Regions from separate parts of the Sus scrofa genome. Here region 1 is linked to region 2. Evidence: chromatin contacts called from public promoter capture Hi-C data. All regions are on one chromosome and are shown on one strand. Each heading gives the region's core, a stretch centred on a gene start, on an enhancer-like site or on the middle of the called end of the contact. The rest is flanking DNA. Distances are from core to core; before and after follow the strand shown.

Region 1 (7,494 bases), core at 2,585-5,084, 54 kb after region 2:
ACCTCACTGCATGAATATTCTGAGGAAAGCACTGGACAGGAATCACAATGCTAAGGGCACAACTGCTTCCAGAGGGGAAAGGTGACTCAGGAAACGGGGAGACGCCGTGGAAAGACGGTCCCACCAAGCAAAGGACATTTATTCTCCCACCTCTACGCGAATCCACCCCTCGGTCACCTCCGAAGGTTTCCCTGATTTTGATTTCTGGCTGTCATCATCCAAAGAACAGCCTGGCAACAGAAGGAACTTACTTCGTAAAGAAAGAATCGCAAAGTATTGACCTCGTACCGTAATTCTTCCCTGCAACTCCACGCACGCCATGGTTATTAGCTTCGCTATGGAGAGGCCGAGAGGGACGCTTCTGCAGTTTACAGGCGGACCAAGAGCAAGTCTCCAGGGTCCCGGCACGACAGGACCTTCTGGAAGCTGCGCCGGAGCCGGCAGCAAAGCCCGGGCTTCAGAAGCCTCGGGAGGCGCCGGCACTGCCTGCCCTCGACTCCCAGAAGCAGCGAGCCTGCTCCCGGGCGACGACCCCGGGCTGCACGGACGCTGCACAGGCTCTAGGTCCACACAGCGCTACCTCCGGCCGTGCGGGGTTCGTTCACCACATCTGCCGCGTGGCGGTCCCCGCTGCTAATGACAGTAACCAGAGGAAAAGCCAAACGAAAGATGGGGGTGTGGCGGGATGGGGACCTCAAGCCAGAATCTATTCCAACGAGCAACGCCGTCTTTCCCGCAGCCTGGGTCCTTCCGATGAACAAATGAGACTCACCTTGAGCGAATACAAGTATTTACTTTCAAAGCTGCTCTGGAGTCGGGGGGTGGGGACGGGACCACGGAGAAAAAAGGGACGCTTTCCCACGGGACTGATAACCTGCCACGAAAGTGACTAATCTCCTTTGGCTACAACTTTTAGGGTGGGCACAGCCAATGCCTGTGGCCTCAAGCCCCAGAAACCCCTAAGCCTGGGGACAAGCCACGACCACATGCCCACCGGAGGGCGCTGGGGAGCCCCAGGAGGCTGCAGGCACCCAGGGGTCCCGCTGAGGGTGAGGAGGCACAGCTGGCTAATGGGGCAGGTGGCTGCAAAGCCTCGCTCAGTCCTGTCCCTGGAGGATGGAAGTCAGCTGTGACTTTTCAGAAGTTCTCCCCAACAAGCTGCCTCCTCAGCCTCCCCCCTCTCACTAACACGGCAGCTCCACCCTACCCGGAACCGCCTTCCGCCTCCTGCACACCCTACACTGGAATCCACAGGCCACGTGTGGGGTGCCAAATCTATAGATGGAGCGTGCACCCCAGCCTGCAGGTGGGGCAGAGCTCCACCAGCTCACGTGCCTGTCGTGCCCAGCCCGGCCCAAGCTGCCGTCAGGTCTCTCTCAGAGATGACACATGGCCATTACTCTCTCTCTCGTGCAGGAATCCGCGGAACCTGGGTTTTATTCCAGACTTAAGTCACGCATCTCTGAACTGGCCTTCCTGCTTCTACGCCTGCCCCCCTCATCTCTTCTCTGCACCGTGTCTGAAGTGACTCTTCAACTCCAGGCCAGCCTCCCACCACCCACTGCCTCAAGGAGAGGAAAAGCAAAGTCTTCTCAGCCCACGGGACCTGCCCTCAACTGGAACAGACAGGGGTGAGTGCCCCGGGCTGGAGGGGACAGCCACACAGAGCTACACCAGGGCCTGGCCCCCGGGACTCAGAGCCAGGTGGTAGGTGGACATCTCAGATGATGCCCTGGCCACACCACTCCAGGGTCAGAGGGAAATGTTTCTCTCCATAACAAGGGTGCACTTATTCCTGCTTCAAATTCCTCTCTGGGATTAATAAGCCAATACCTTCAAATACATAGTTAATAACGAGAGGGATTAATTGAATTAGACATAATGCTGGGCCCTCCAACATAATTACATATTTTTACTGGCCTTAGTAGAAAAGAAACTACAGACTAGAACAGCCGGTAAACATGTCTTTAATTCCATCAAAGAATGGAAGGTTCTATCAAATATAATTAACATGTGTCTTAAAATTCAAGCTCCCCGAGGCCAGCAATCCTGTCTTTCAAGCCCTTTTTCCTTTAAAGTAAACAATTATATGCGTAAGAGCACCCATGTGGCTCAATCCAGATTTAAACTGAGCACATGTCTGATCTCTATTAATTCTTGTCCTATATTTTTTAGTCAAAACTTTGATACCCTTTAAATTTTATCTATAATAATGAAATATGATCTTAATATATTAAACCTTTAAAAACCATTTTAATCAATTGCTGACTTTGTTCCCCAAAGTTCCTGACTCTGCGACTTAAGATCTTTTGTTTTAATGACAGAAGGGTTTGTTCATACAGAAATAATAATTTCCACTGAGACCAACTAAAAATATCAGGGGGATAAATGTATCATGGTTTCCTATTATTTTAACACAACAGTAAATGGCGAGACACGATTACGATAAATCCCAAATAAATTATAATTCAAATTAAACACAATTAGGAAATGCAGCCAGAGGCCAACATAACAGTTCTCCTGGTCACATTTTAAAGAGCTTATTTAGGGGGAAAAAAGGTGAGCTCTGGCAAGTGTATTTTTTCTGCCAGAAGGCACTTGTCCGGCTAGCCTAATCAAGTTACACAGGACTCTATCTGGTTCCCACAGCCACCAAAAAGGGGAAGGAGCGAAAATAGCACGCGGTAGTAGTACTACAGAGACTGCTGCTGTGTACACACAGGTTTTAGAATGACGGCGTGACCTGCCTGGCCTGGGGAGTTTTCTGCTACGTAGAAAGGAACACAGGGAAAATAGGTTGCCTTGGTGAAGCCGGAAGAACTTCGTTCCCCTCCAACCCATCTGGAAGTATTGAACCACCCAGCCTTTAAGGGCCCAATTGGGTCACAAGGAAGCCCACCCGGGCCGGGGGGGGAGGGGGGAACTTCCCTTAAATAACCCAGGGGAATGCAGATGAGAGGTGCAGGCCAGCCGGCCGCGTCCGGGGTCCAGGGAGGTGGGCGCCGCGGCCGGCGTGCGGCGTGGGCGGCGCCGGCCCGGCCGGCCACCTGCCGCAGGACCACCCTCCAGCCACCCGGCGGGCTTCCGACCCGCGGCCGATGACACATCGTGGACCTCGTGGCGGGGCGGGGTGCTCCGCTCCGCGCCATGTAAGGGAAGGTCTCCGGATGCCTGCCGGGCCCGTGCCTGCTCCCCGCCCCCTGCCCACCGCGACCACCCCTACGTCCCCGCGCCCGGGTGCCCGACAGGGAGCGCGGGGTCGGCATCCCCTAAGCGCCAGGTCGCCCACGTTTACTCACTTGGTGTTGCATCATGCACCACGCCGCGCCTTCAGGGAACCAAAATGGACTCCGTGGCAGAGACAACCGCATGGGCACCGGCCCGCGTGCGGCACCAGCCACCCGGCCCCCGCCCATCCAAAGGGATACCAACGCCCCTGCCCGGGACCCGCGCCGCCCTCCTGCGGCCCCACGCGGCGCCGGGATTCCCCCGCAAGGTGACCCGGAGCGGGGCAGCTGCCCCGGCGCCGGCGGAGGCCGGGCACTTACCCGGCTGGCTGGCGGGCGGCGGGATGCGGGCAAGACCCGGACTGGACCCACGCACGAGCGGCCGAACTGACGGACGTTCAGATGGAAGCGTGGCCGGACTGACGGACGCTCGGGCGGAGATGCGGCGCACGGGGAGCAGCAGCGCGAGTGGGAGCTCGGGTAACGGACGCCCGGCAGCCGCAGGCCCCGCTGGCAGCTGACTGGCCGATCACACCTGCCCGCGCCGACTGAATGGAGAGTCGAAGGCGGGCGGGATTCGGCGCCGGTTTCATCAGCCGCGCCCCGCGCCCCCGGCCGCCCCCGGCCCTCTTGCCCGCGTCACCGCCGGGCACCAATGGCAGCGCGGCGCGGTGGCGGCTCCGGCCCGGGCGGCGGGAGGGGTGGGGCGGGGGGCGGGGCGCGGCGTCTTCGCGCGCCCCGCGCCCCAACCTGGGATTCCCCCGCGGTGGGCGGTGCCTGCCGCCGCCGAGGCGGTCGCCCCGCCCATTTGTTGCCATTCTCTCCGCCAATCCCAGCGCGCCGCCCGACCGCATCCTCCGGTCCCCGCAGCTACCACCGCAGGCCCGGCCCTCGTGGCCCCTGGACGCCCTCCGGACCGGTGCTAGCCAGCGGCCAGTTTGCTTCTTAGACTAAGAGACGGGGGGGGGGCCGCTTCAAGGGTTGTTGTTTTTTTAATTATTATAAATCTTCGTTCTTTATCATTGGAATATTTTATTCCTCTTCCCTTATTTTCATAAATAACTTACCTTGCCCCTCTTCGGGAAGGGCCGGAAGCCTGAGCCTGCCTGTGCCCTGGCGGTAGGACGAGCACCTGGCTGGCGGGCAAGTCACAGCGACTACTTCCGGAGCTACTCCCCCAGAGGTGGCAGAAACTGTAGCAGGAGTCCACAGTGCTTATCTCACAGGCTCCGTCATTGCTGTCTCTCTTTGCTCCAAAAAACCAAGCAAGAACCACAGTCTTTAGAGATCCAGTAACCTGTGACATGAGAGGTAAGTAGGTGATAGATTAATCCTGCCAGCCTCCTCTGTAACTTTGTAGGAAAACAGGAAAAACGATAGCCCGTTGTCCACTCCTTTGAATCCCCTCCACACCTCCTGCCCGCTTCCGCACCCCTCAGATTTCCTTGGTCAGTGATGGGGGCTCATTGTCAGCCACTGGGTTTGGCACTCTTGGAATTACAGTAGCAGTTTGTAAAGCCTATAATTGCAGGGTGCTGGCTTCAGAAAACGTTTTAATGAACACACAGAAATGGGCTAGTATTTGCAAGACACTTTGAACAATGCTTGACCTTATAATAAAGAACTATATATGCCTTATTTTAAAACAATGAGTTTCAGCAGTATATCATTTCAACCGATGAATTGATGTTCTCAAGTTGCTTTCAGAAGGTCTCCTGTGGAGGCTTTTCCTGAACCCCACACAGCTTCCTCAACCCTCTGACCCAGCCAGCCGTCACAGTATCTCACCTTAGGAAGCCTGGTGTGATTCAAGGCCCACCAACTTCGTCTTTGCACTTGATCTGGATTTGAATCTGAATTCTACCACTTCAATCGCGGTGTGGTTTTCTGCAAGCTATTTCACCCTGTTGGGAGATTATAAATTTCATATTCTTATCAAAATATCCCTCAGTGCTCAAAATATGACTGCAGGATTTTCTTTAAAAGACTCTTGGAGGTAAAGTAGAGTGTGGTAGATTATAATGCTCTGCGTGGGCAACACGGAGAGGGAACACGGAGTTAATATCTGTAAATTCGGCCAGCAAGTGTTCCGAGCCCTGCTGGGCAGATGGGTAGAGCTTAACCAAGGAGGCTTTCAGCAGTCCCACCCAGCAGGATTCGCCTTCAGAAAGACCATAGGAGGCTCTCCCTGACAAGGCCTGGAAGCAGCAACGTCCTGGCAGAAAAAATTCAGTGTGAACCAGGAAAAATAATATGATACCCAAGGTCTCAGCAAAAAGTTAGGAAAATAGAAAAAGCTGAAAGAAAAAAAAGAAAGAAAGAAAGAAAAGCCTTGGCTGAGTGTTCTAAGTTACGCTAAATTTCAGGCAGGTTAGAATTCACACTGTAGGTCTAGAGGGATCATGAGTGACCGGCAACCTCAATGAGAATCAAAGGGCAATGGAGCCGCGATGCCAAAGACAATTAAGGAAAGGAGACGCTGGAATTTAGACCCTAAAAGCACTTGTGTGTGTCCTCTTTTAAGACATACTGTATGATGCCAACTTCTGGTAAAAGCAAAATCATGGAGACAGTAAAATGATCTGTGGTTGCCAGAGGCTTGTGGGGGAAAGGGGCAGAGGGGTGAATAGGTAGCACATGGAGGATTTTTAGGGCGGCGAAACTGCTCAGTGGTGCTGCACGGGGGATAAATAAGGCATATATTTGTCCAAATCCATAGACCATCCAACCCAAAGACTAACCCTTAATGTAAACGATGGAATTTAGCTAATAATAGCATGTCAACCATTGATTCATCAAGTGTAGCAAATATACCATAATAATTCAGGAGGTTAATACTGGGGGAGACTGGGTAGGGGGCAGGGTGTATATGGGAACTCTCCATACTTTCCCCTCAGTTTTTCTGTGACTCTAAAACTGCTTGTAGAATGTATTATATTAACATAGAAATACATACACACGTAAAGAACCTGGCAGAAATTTACATAGAGCAAGTACCCAGTTAACCACAGTTCTGGTCAAGCAGATCGAGGCAATGGGTCCACCCCTAGTCTAAAGTGTTTCCAGGCAGTGTTCTCGTGGGCGAGGCGTGTGGCTCTAGGGTCAGAGAACACGGCTTCGGCTCCTGGCCGTGCACCTTCTAAGCCGCATACGCCCGGGCGCGTTATTTCAGCTTTCTCCAGAGTTCACTTTCCTCATGCTCTAAGACAGGGATTGTCGTACCGGGCTGAACAAATGACCACGTTCTTATAAAATACCAAGCACCGTACCTGCCACATAACAGATGCCCAGAGAACATCGGGATTAGCTCTGGCGCCAGGCTGGTGTCATTTCAGGTGGGGTCACCGAAATGCACGGATGGGGCATTTCTTCTTCCACAGTAAAGGTGTGTTTTTTTTTTTTTTTTTTTTTTTTTGTCTTTTTGCCTTTTTTCTAAGGCCGCTCCCGCAGCACATGGAGGTTCCCAGGCTAGGGGTCAAATCAGAGCTGTAGCCACCGGCCTACACCAGAGCCACAGCAATGCCAGATCCAAGCCACATCTGCGACCTACATCACAGCTCACAGCAACACCGGATCCTTAACCGACTGAGCGAGGCCAGGGATCGAACCCGCAACCTCATGGTTCTTGTCAGATTCGTTAACCACTGAGCCACGATGGGAACTCCAGTAAAGGTGTGTTCTTATAGCCAGACACTGTTGCAGGAAAAGGCTGTCCGGAGTTGGCTGAGTGCTAAGACCTCACTGTCCTGCTTCCCTGGGGGTCCAGGTCAGGGTAAGGGACATAGTTGTCACCACATTCTCCAGACGACCTCTGCTGTGACCTGGCCAGCTCCTTCTTGTCATTTGGAACCGGCACCGTTCCCTTTTCTGGGAGCTTCAGCTCTTGCCCCTCCCAACCTCCCCGCCCAGCATGTTAGAGACACAGCCATCTGTGGGATCCTCAGCAGGTGGTTGAAGTCTCTAGGCCTCAGTTGCCTCATGCAAACAGTGGGATATCTGGAGTTTCCATTGTGCCTCAGCCAGTTAAAGACCTGACGTTGTCTCTGAGGATGCAGGTTCGATCCCTGGCCTCCCTCAGTGGTTTAAGGATTCAGCATGGCCACAAGCTGCAGCGCTGGTTGCAGATGCAGCTTGGATCTGGCGTTGCTGCGGCTGTGGTGTAGGCCAGCAGCTGCAGCTCCGATTCAGACCCTAGCCCCGGAACCTCCATATACCGCAGGTACAGCCCCAAAAAGAGAAAATGAAGAGGAACATCTAGTGAGTTAAG
Region 2 (7,831 bases), core at 3,230-5,729:
CGTTTCTGGCTTCTCCCAATTCCCACCACGGCTCGTCCCCAGGTCCCTCCTGTCCCAAGAACCTGGACCAAATGGAAATCATTAGCCTGAGCCTTCGAAGGCACTGACCCAAGAAACCTGGCCCAGCAGTAGGGCTGACAACCTGTCTGTACCCACCATCAGCCAGAAAACTCAGGGCCCATGAGAGAGAGAGAGGGAGGGAGAGAGAGAGGGAGAGGGAGGGAGAGAGAGAGAGAGAGAGGGAGAGAGAGGGAGAGGGAGAGAGGGAGGTGGGGCCGCCCTAACCCTCTTCAAGCACCTTCTCTGTACCCAGGCTTTCAACCTCCCGGCCCCAGCGTCTTCCAGGCAGTTCCCAAAGGAGCTGCCAACGACCGAGCTGTGCACTGTATAACCCTCGATGGTTTAACACGAACTGCTATGAGCAAGGCTAGCACGGGGCAGCTGCACATCTGTCCTGGAACCCAGACCGGCCATACGTACCGTAAGACCAACACACAGGCGGCCACCAACGAGTACGCCAGGAGCGTGCCAATGGACATGAGGTCCACCAAGTCCTTCAGGTCAAAGAGGAAGGCCATGACAGCTGGGGAGGGAAGAGACGTCCGTCAGGACCCACGGCCACACGCTGACCGCCAGCACCAGAAGCGCCGCCACCCCCGCCACCCAGGGCACGCAAGGGGCGAGCCTCTGCTCCCCCACCCGCCACCCTTTCTGTGAAAACACTGGGGCTGGCTTCAAGGAAAGGCAGGCTCAGGACCAAACCACATACACAGTGATCGACAGATGCTAACAATTACCAACGTTTATACTAACTGGTGAGAGTGCTTTTCATCGACAGGACCCTTTTTGACCCTTGTGGCAATTTTGCGAGCTCTCCCTGCACTACAGGTGGAGAAAGAGAAGTCCAGACACGCTGGGGGACTTACCTAAGGTCACACCGCTAAGAAGCGGAAAAGCCAGGATCTGAGCTAGGTGCTCACGGCTCTGAGCCCAGCATGGTCTCCTCAACACTGTGCTGACCCAGAAACATGTTCGTCCATCCACCCATCATCCATCTGCCAGCCAATGGCACTCATGAAAGCATGCCAGTCGCTACGTGGTAGGTATGTGCCATTGAACAGACAGGCACATCCCCTGACACACTGCATCACCAGGCAGAGGGATGAGGAGGCTGAGGGCAAGCCCGGGGCTCCAGGAGGACTCTCAGGGGCTCCTAACCCAGAAGTCGGGCATGGAGAGCAGCGTTATTCCCAAGCAAGACCAGCCCATTCACCACGACCCCGCTTACAACAAAACAAGACATGTCTGCTTATTTGAAAACCCTTTGTTACTTTTATGAGAATATGCATGTCTATTTATGTGGGGAATGTGTCAAGTTTCCCATTTAAAAACAACTTGGCTAGGAGTTCCCTTCGTGGCCTAGTGGTTAACAAGCCCGACTAGGATCTGTGAGGATTTGGGTTCGATTCCTGGCCTCACTCAGTGGGTTAGGGATCTGGCATTGCCATGAGCTGTGGTGCAGGTTGTAGATGCAGCTCAGATCCCGAGTTGCTGTGGCTGTGGTGTAGGCCGGCAGCTACAGCTGCGATTCCACCCCTAGCCTGGGAACCTCCACATGCCGCGGGTGCAGCCCTAAAAAGCAAATAACAACAACTTGGCTAAAATTGGGGTGTTTTCAAATCACATGCAATCAGTACAAGTTGAAACATAACAACAAATCATTACTTCCCACAGGTATTGGTTGAGCCCATGCAGACCACTGCAACTAAACCAAACGCCAACTGAGCCTAAACAAGAGAGTCAAAGAGCCGTGAGGCTTTGGGGCATCAGAGGGGGGTCCCGCTGCGTGAGCCGCAGATGCCCACGCTCCCCCTCAGAGAAACGTGAGCCCGGCTTCTTCGGTGTGAGGTGACTTCAGAAAACTCAAGGCTTATCTACCCCTCCTGCCAAATGAAAAGGAGTAAAATCCTCGGTTTGGCGACACCAGTACTTTGCCGTCCCTTTAAAGGTTAGAGCCCCTTAATCAGTGCGGGAAGGAGATTAAGGTCAAATTAAATGTAAATACTGAAAAAACACCATTTCCGGTTCCTTAATCCTTAGCCACGCTGGTGATATCCTGGCATACGAGGTTCCTGAACCTGACCCCTGCCATCAGGCCCAAGAACGCAGAGTCAGTCACACGACAGAGAAAAACTAGCTTCCTTTCGGGATGTAATAATGCACGGACCACGGTGCCCTCTGCCAAGGGCACGAACACTGCCAACCACTCACTCCCCGAGACAGCCCAACGCCTTACCTCCGGCGACCTGATGAGCCCAAGGGGCACAGCCGAGGCCAGACCAGGTACAAAGACCGGCTGTTCTACTCTCACAGGGAGGAACCAGCTCTTTGGCCCCGAACCAACCAGGAACCAGAGCCAGCACCACACCGACTAGGAGCACAGACCCTGCACCTCTGAGCCTCCACCTGGGGCCTGGGACACCCCTGCTCCCGGGGCCACGAAACACAATTCAAGGAGGAAACAGGAGACAAAGAGCTGTCTCCCTCCAGGGCGCCCGGGGCCTCGCTGCAATCTCTCCAGTCCATTGCGCTCCTCGGTCAGAAGGTCTTCTTGGACACGATCAGATAAGCTTCCCCCAGGAGCTCCCTGGTGGCACAATGGGTTAAGGATCCAGCGTTGCCACAGCTGTGGCTTGGATTTGATCCCTGGCCTGGGAACCTACCTATGCCACGGGTGTGGCCCAACAGAAAAAAAGGTAAGCCCCCGTCCCGGGTCTGCCACTGTTTATAAACTCAGGGCAACTGGCCTCACCAGCCACGTCCCCTGGGGAAGAGGTGGCATGTTTCATAAAACGTTGATTGTAAGAGACACTCACTTCCCAAGAGAAGTGACGTGGGGCTTTGAAGGGACAGTGTGTATTCTGAGCTCTGCCCAACGAGATGATAATCACTGAAAAACTCAAACATTTCCAGAATTCCATCACACCCTCTGTAAACCTGGCCTCTCTGCCTTTTATCAAAAGGGAATTAGTTACCTTGTAATAAGCCACATTCCAAGGGTGAAAAACAAATGTTAAAAAGACCAGCTATAACTCCTTAGAGACCAGCACCATTCAAGGTATTTCCCCAGGAAATAACTGCTCCACCGTTAAAATACCGGCGTGTGAAACGAGCTCCAGTTCTTACCGGCAATGGCGCCCGAGGCTAACGTGGCGATTATTGGTGTTTTGGTCCGGTCGTTGATCTTGGCCAAAAACTTAAACAGCAGCCCGTCTTCAGCCATGGCATAGATAACTCGCGGCATGGGGAACATGGAGCCTAAAAGGCTGGATGGGAGGAAGCGAAACGCATCTGCACAATCGCCCACCGGCAGTCAAGGCAGCACCCGGCAGCGGCCAGAGGCCTGGGCTCAGCAGCACGCCAGGAAAAGCACTCACTGCAGGTCTGTGTTAAGTGCAGGACCAGGAAAGGTCTACCGTGAACCAGCGGGGCATCAGGATGTAACTTTTTGGAAGAGAAACTGATTATTTCTAGCTGAATCAAAGAGAAAATCAGAGCATCGCTGCTGCACTTGAGGGGACCTCTCTGCGGTCAGCCGAGGTCCTGCACACATTTCTGTGCGTCCAGGCCAGCAGGAGCGAGCAGGGCAAACTGTTTCTCCTCAAAAGCCACTGGCTCCCTTTTTCAAACTGGGGGCCACAGAGGGGGCCTGAGCCAGTGGCCATGGTCGGGGGGCAGACGGCCAGGCCCTTGCTGAGCAGAAGGTGCTAAAACATGGGGCTTGGGTTCTTCGCGATGAAATGTCAGGAGCACAACAGCCCTTGGGGTGGCTGACAGCAGCGACAGGGGGAGAAGCCACAGCCAGGGTCGGGGGGTGCAGCTCTCTCTCCAGGGAGGAGAGGGATGCTTGCAGCAAACCCACACCCCCGGGAGCCCGGCTCCTCACCTGGTGGAGAGGGCGCAGAGGGAGCCCACAGCCACGGCGTACTTGGCACCATCCCAGCCCACGTGCTTGAAGGCGTCGGGCAGGGGGCTGTCCTTGTCCAGGCAGAAGTAGGGCATCATGAGCGTGAGGGCGGCCGACACCCCGAAGTAGGCGATGAAGCAGATCAGGAGTGAGGCGACGATGCCCACGGGGATGGCCTTCTGGGGGTTCTTGACCTCCTCCCCTGGAAGAAGGAAGGGTCAGGGGGTACTGGCGGGAGGGGGCTGGGGCCTTCCTGGCTCGGGGGAGGGAGGGGGCGCCCTCAGCACTGAGGACCAGAGCACACGGTGCCCGGGACAGACGGCCTTCTCGGCCTTCCCACTGTGGCTCAGCAAGGACAGGCCGTCTCCTCTGGCAGAGACAATGTGGGAAGCCCAGGAAGGGCTGTTCAATCTGCCACGATGACAGCGCTGGTGGCCCCTTTTCTCCCGGGTGGGGGACGGGGAGGAGGCAGATATGCAGTCAGCTACAGCTGCGACGTCAGCATCCGGGCTCGAGGCCAGGGCCCAGCACGTGGGGAGGTGCCGGGGGCGGGTGAGCAGGAAGCTACACACCCACACGGTTCTCGGGAGGGAGACACACGCCCCCAGGAAGGGAGAGAGCGGCCGCGGCCAGGTGAGCCCAGGTGTGCCCAGGGGAGCCAAGGGCGGGCGTACCTGTGGTAGCGATGCAGTCAAAGCCCACGAAGGCATAGAAGCAGGTGGCTGCCCCTGACAGCACGCCAGAGAACCCGAAGGGCATGAACCCACCGACGCCTGGCTTCCCCACCTTCGTGGCACTGGAACAAAGAGCCACAGTCAAGATCACAGCACCCACTTGGGGCCCCGATGAGGGGCCACCCCAGGCAGCACCCCACCCGACAGCCACTCCTGTGGCCAGGACTCCCACCCTCAGCGACCGGTCCTGGGGAAGTTGTCACAACCACTCACGCCTGGGCAGGAGGAAGCCCTGCGCATGAAGCCCTTCCCAGAAGCACCTGCTAAACACCGACTGGGGACAGGGATCGCGAGGCAGGTGCCCAGCGGGAGAGGAGAGGGACCCACACCAGAGGCCCCTCCCTAGGACCCGCAAAGAAAGAGGGTCCTCAGGGCACAGCCCTGCCCCACGTCGGCAAGCACGGGTGTTCTCAGGGCTGCCAGCAGCTCACCGCTCCAAGCCACTGTCCTCGGGATTCACGGACTGGCCAGTGGAACAGACACACTGGACCCGGCTATGTTCTAGTCGGGGAGCCTTACCCCAACTCCTAAATGACGAGCACACTTCTCAGTTTCAGAAACAGCCCCGGAAAGCCAGGGCTTGGGGATTTTCTCAAACATGGGCCTCCCTGTAGCAAGTGCAAGAAACGCATGCATGCCAGACGCAGGAAAAACCACTGCCAGGCTGACACGAAGTGTGTCCATTTAAAGTATGACTAAAACACACCCACAGCCGGGTACAAAGGCGGGACCGGTAAGTCAGCCAGGCACAGGACGCAGGGCAGGGCTGCGTCCTCCCGCCCCCAGCTGCCCACAGGCAGCCCCGCACCCCCCAGGTCTGCCCATCACTAAGCGTGCAGAGCACTCCGGAGAGCTGACCACTATTGTGAAAAGTGGCTGAAGCTTAAAACAAAACACTTGACAGGCAGCCAGCGCGGGAAGGGGGGGATGGGAAGACCAAAGGGGGCGGGGTCCCCAGGGGGCTCCCAGCAGACCCTTTCAGCACCCGAACACTAATGGAAGGACACGGGTCTATGCCCAGGGCCCCTGTCGCTGCCAGCCGGACAGACAGACAGACGGACAGGTACGGAAGGGCTGCAGATGCCCCCGGCATCAAGGGCTGGGAACAGCCGTGGGTCAGAGCGTGAACCCCAGGGTCTGCTTTAAACCACCTCCAGGCAGAAGCACCTGGAGAGGTTCTGGGAACCCCATTTTCAGGGAGGAAGAAGGGGTGGTCCAGCACACTCATTAAACCCCAGGGAGAGACGGGACTGGGGAGAGGACGAGGGCTGGACGCGCCCCCATCACGCGGATGGAGACACAGGACAGACAAGCACGGGGACGGCAGAGGGCGAGGAGGCAGAAAGCGGCCTCTGGGCTCCTCAGCGCAGGGACGGGGAGGAGTCAGACAGCGGCGGAGCAGAAGGACCGCGAGGGACAGGGAAGGGTGTCCCTCTGCTCTCCATGAACTGCGAGCCAGCTCTGCCACTGGGTCCCCTCAAAACCACCGCTAGGCTCAGGGGCTGGGACTTCAGGCACCTGTGACAAAGGCCGAGCTCCTGACACGAGCAGGTCTGCAGAATTCGCAGGTGCGTGACCAGGTGTGGTGAGCAAGTGGCTGTGCGACGCTACTTTTTATGTAAGGAGAGGGAAACCCCATACACAGTACACATGCACTATTCAAAATAAACATAAAGACACACCCGCAACTGCCTGCGCTTCAACAAAAGCTGAAGCGCACACACAAAACTAACAAAACCAATTACCCACGGGGCGGGAGGATGAGGTAGAGGCAGGAGCGGGAACAGCTTCTCAGTGTAAACGGGTTTATAATATTGTGACGGAAACTATGGTAATATAGTCTCTACTCCAAAACTTAAACTCAAATTTTAAGGAAAGTCTGGCTGTTCCTAAACCAGGGGGCAGCGTATCGCTACAAAACCACTGCAAAGTCCACTCTACATAGCCTCTCACCAAGACACTGAGAAATATTTTTTAAAGGCTCTTCATATAAATCAACTAAAAAGCCATTATCCGCACGTGGTGGTCGTAAGCACTGGCCATCTGGCATCTTATACATGAAGAAATGGGGATGCATGTTCAGAGAAGTAGCCAGGCCACTGCCTGGCAGATGTCACCTGGAGCCCGAGGAGGCTGAGCCCAGACCTCAGGTCAGGGTCTGGCCCCTGTGTCTGGGTGACCAGCCCTTCTGTACACCAGTCACCCGGTTACTCAGAAGTAAGCAAAAAGAATCACTGTTCACAACAGCCGAGACATGGAAACAACCTCGATGTCCACTGACAGAGGTGTGGGTAATGAAGATGTGGTACATATACACAATGGAATACTACTCAGCCATAAAAAAGCATGAAATAACACCATTTGCAGCAACATGGATGGAGCTAAAGATTCTCATACGAAGTGAAATAAGTCAGAAAGAGAAAGACAAATACCAGATATCTCTTATATGTGGAATCTAAAATACGGCACAAATGAACCTATCTACAGAAGAGAAACAGACCCACAGACACAGAGAACAGAACTGTGACTGCCAAGGGGGAGGGGAGATACAGGAGGGATGGATAGAGAGTTTGGAGTCAGCAAAGGCAAACTCTTATTTACAGGATGGCTAAGCAACACGGTCCTACTGTACAGAGAACAGGGAGTTATATTCAGTAACCTGTGACAAACCACAATGGAAAAGAATATGAAAATGAATGTGTGTGTGTGTAACATAACTAATTACCTTGTTGCACAGCCGGAACGAACACAACACTGTAAATCGAATATACTTCAATAAAGTAAACTGCACCCCAATACTGGGGGCGCTCGGGCCTACCTCCCACCCTCTGCCCTGGCACAAACTGCGTGCCGTCCCTGAAAGCCACACTCCCTTCTCCTCACGGGAAAGGAACTCTAATTACTTCAACCAGGCACGGGACCCCCGAGAATAGAGAAAAGGGCCCTCGGACTGGGCCTCGGGGTGAAACCACGGACGCGAGCAGACGTGGCGAAAGCACCTCCCGAGACGGGTGGGGTGAAGCCGGCGGCGGGTGCTCTTCTGCTCTTCCGTTTCCTTCCTGCTGGCGGAGTGGCCGTCTCGGCCGTCTCGGACCCCGAGGAAGAGGCCGGCCAAGGCGACCTCCCGCAG

What was found. Promoter capture Hi-C pulls out the DNA fragments that hold promoters and counts their contacts.
Region 1: a contact with region 2 is called in a promoter capture Hi-C map of fetal skeletal muscle, with 4 times the contacts expected there. The contact joins the promoter of SLC7A1 here to the enhancer-like site in region 2. A contact is called at or near these places in 2 of 5 promoter capture datasets (fetal skeletal muscle and liver), 8 of 47 Hi-C or Micro-C datasets (alveolar macrophages, blood, embryonic fibroblasts and 5 more) and 1 of 2 datasets of contacts at active chromatin or transcription factors (alveolar macrophages).

The regions. Positions count from the first base shown.
Region 1 is chr11:6,600,820-6,608,313 of Sscrofa11.1, forward strand. It overlaps SLC7A1 (solute carrier family 7 (cationic amino acid transporter, y+ system), member 1), which reads right to left and starts at 3,835. Exons shown (of 13, transcript NM_001012613.1): 1 at 3,549-3,835.
Region 2 is chr11:6,546,327-6,554,157 of Sscrofa11.1, forward strand. SLC7A1 (solute carrier family 7 (cationic amino acid transporter, y+ system), member 1) reads right to left here. Exons shown (of 13, transcript NM_001012613.1): 6 at 4,642-4,763; 7 at 3,947-4,169; 8 at 3,187-3,326; 9 at 481-583. Among named protein-coding and RNA genes, the nearest start is that of SLC7A1, 54 kb to the right of the region's middle. Within about 2 kb of position 4,480, at least 14 of the 83 cell types and tissues checked have an H3K27ac peak or open chromatin away from gene starts, as enhancers often do.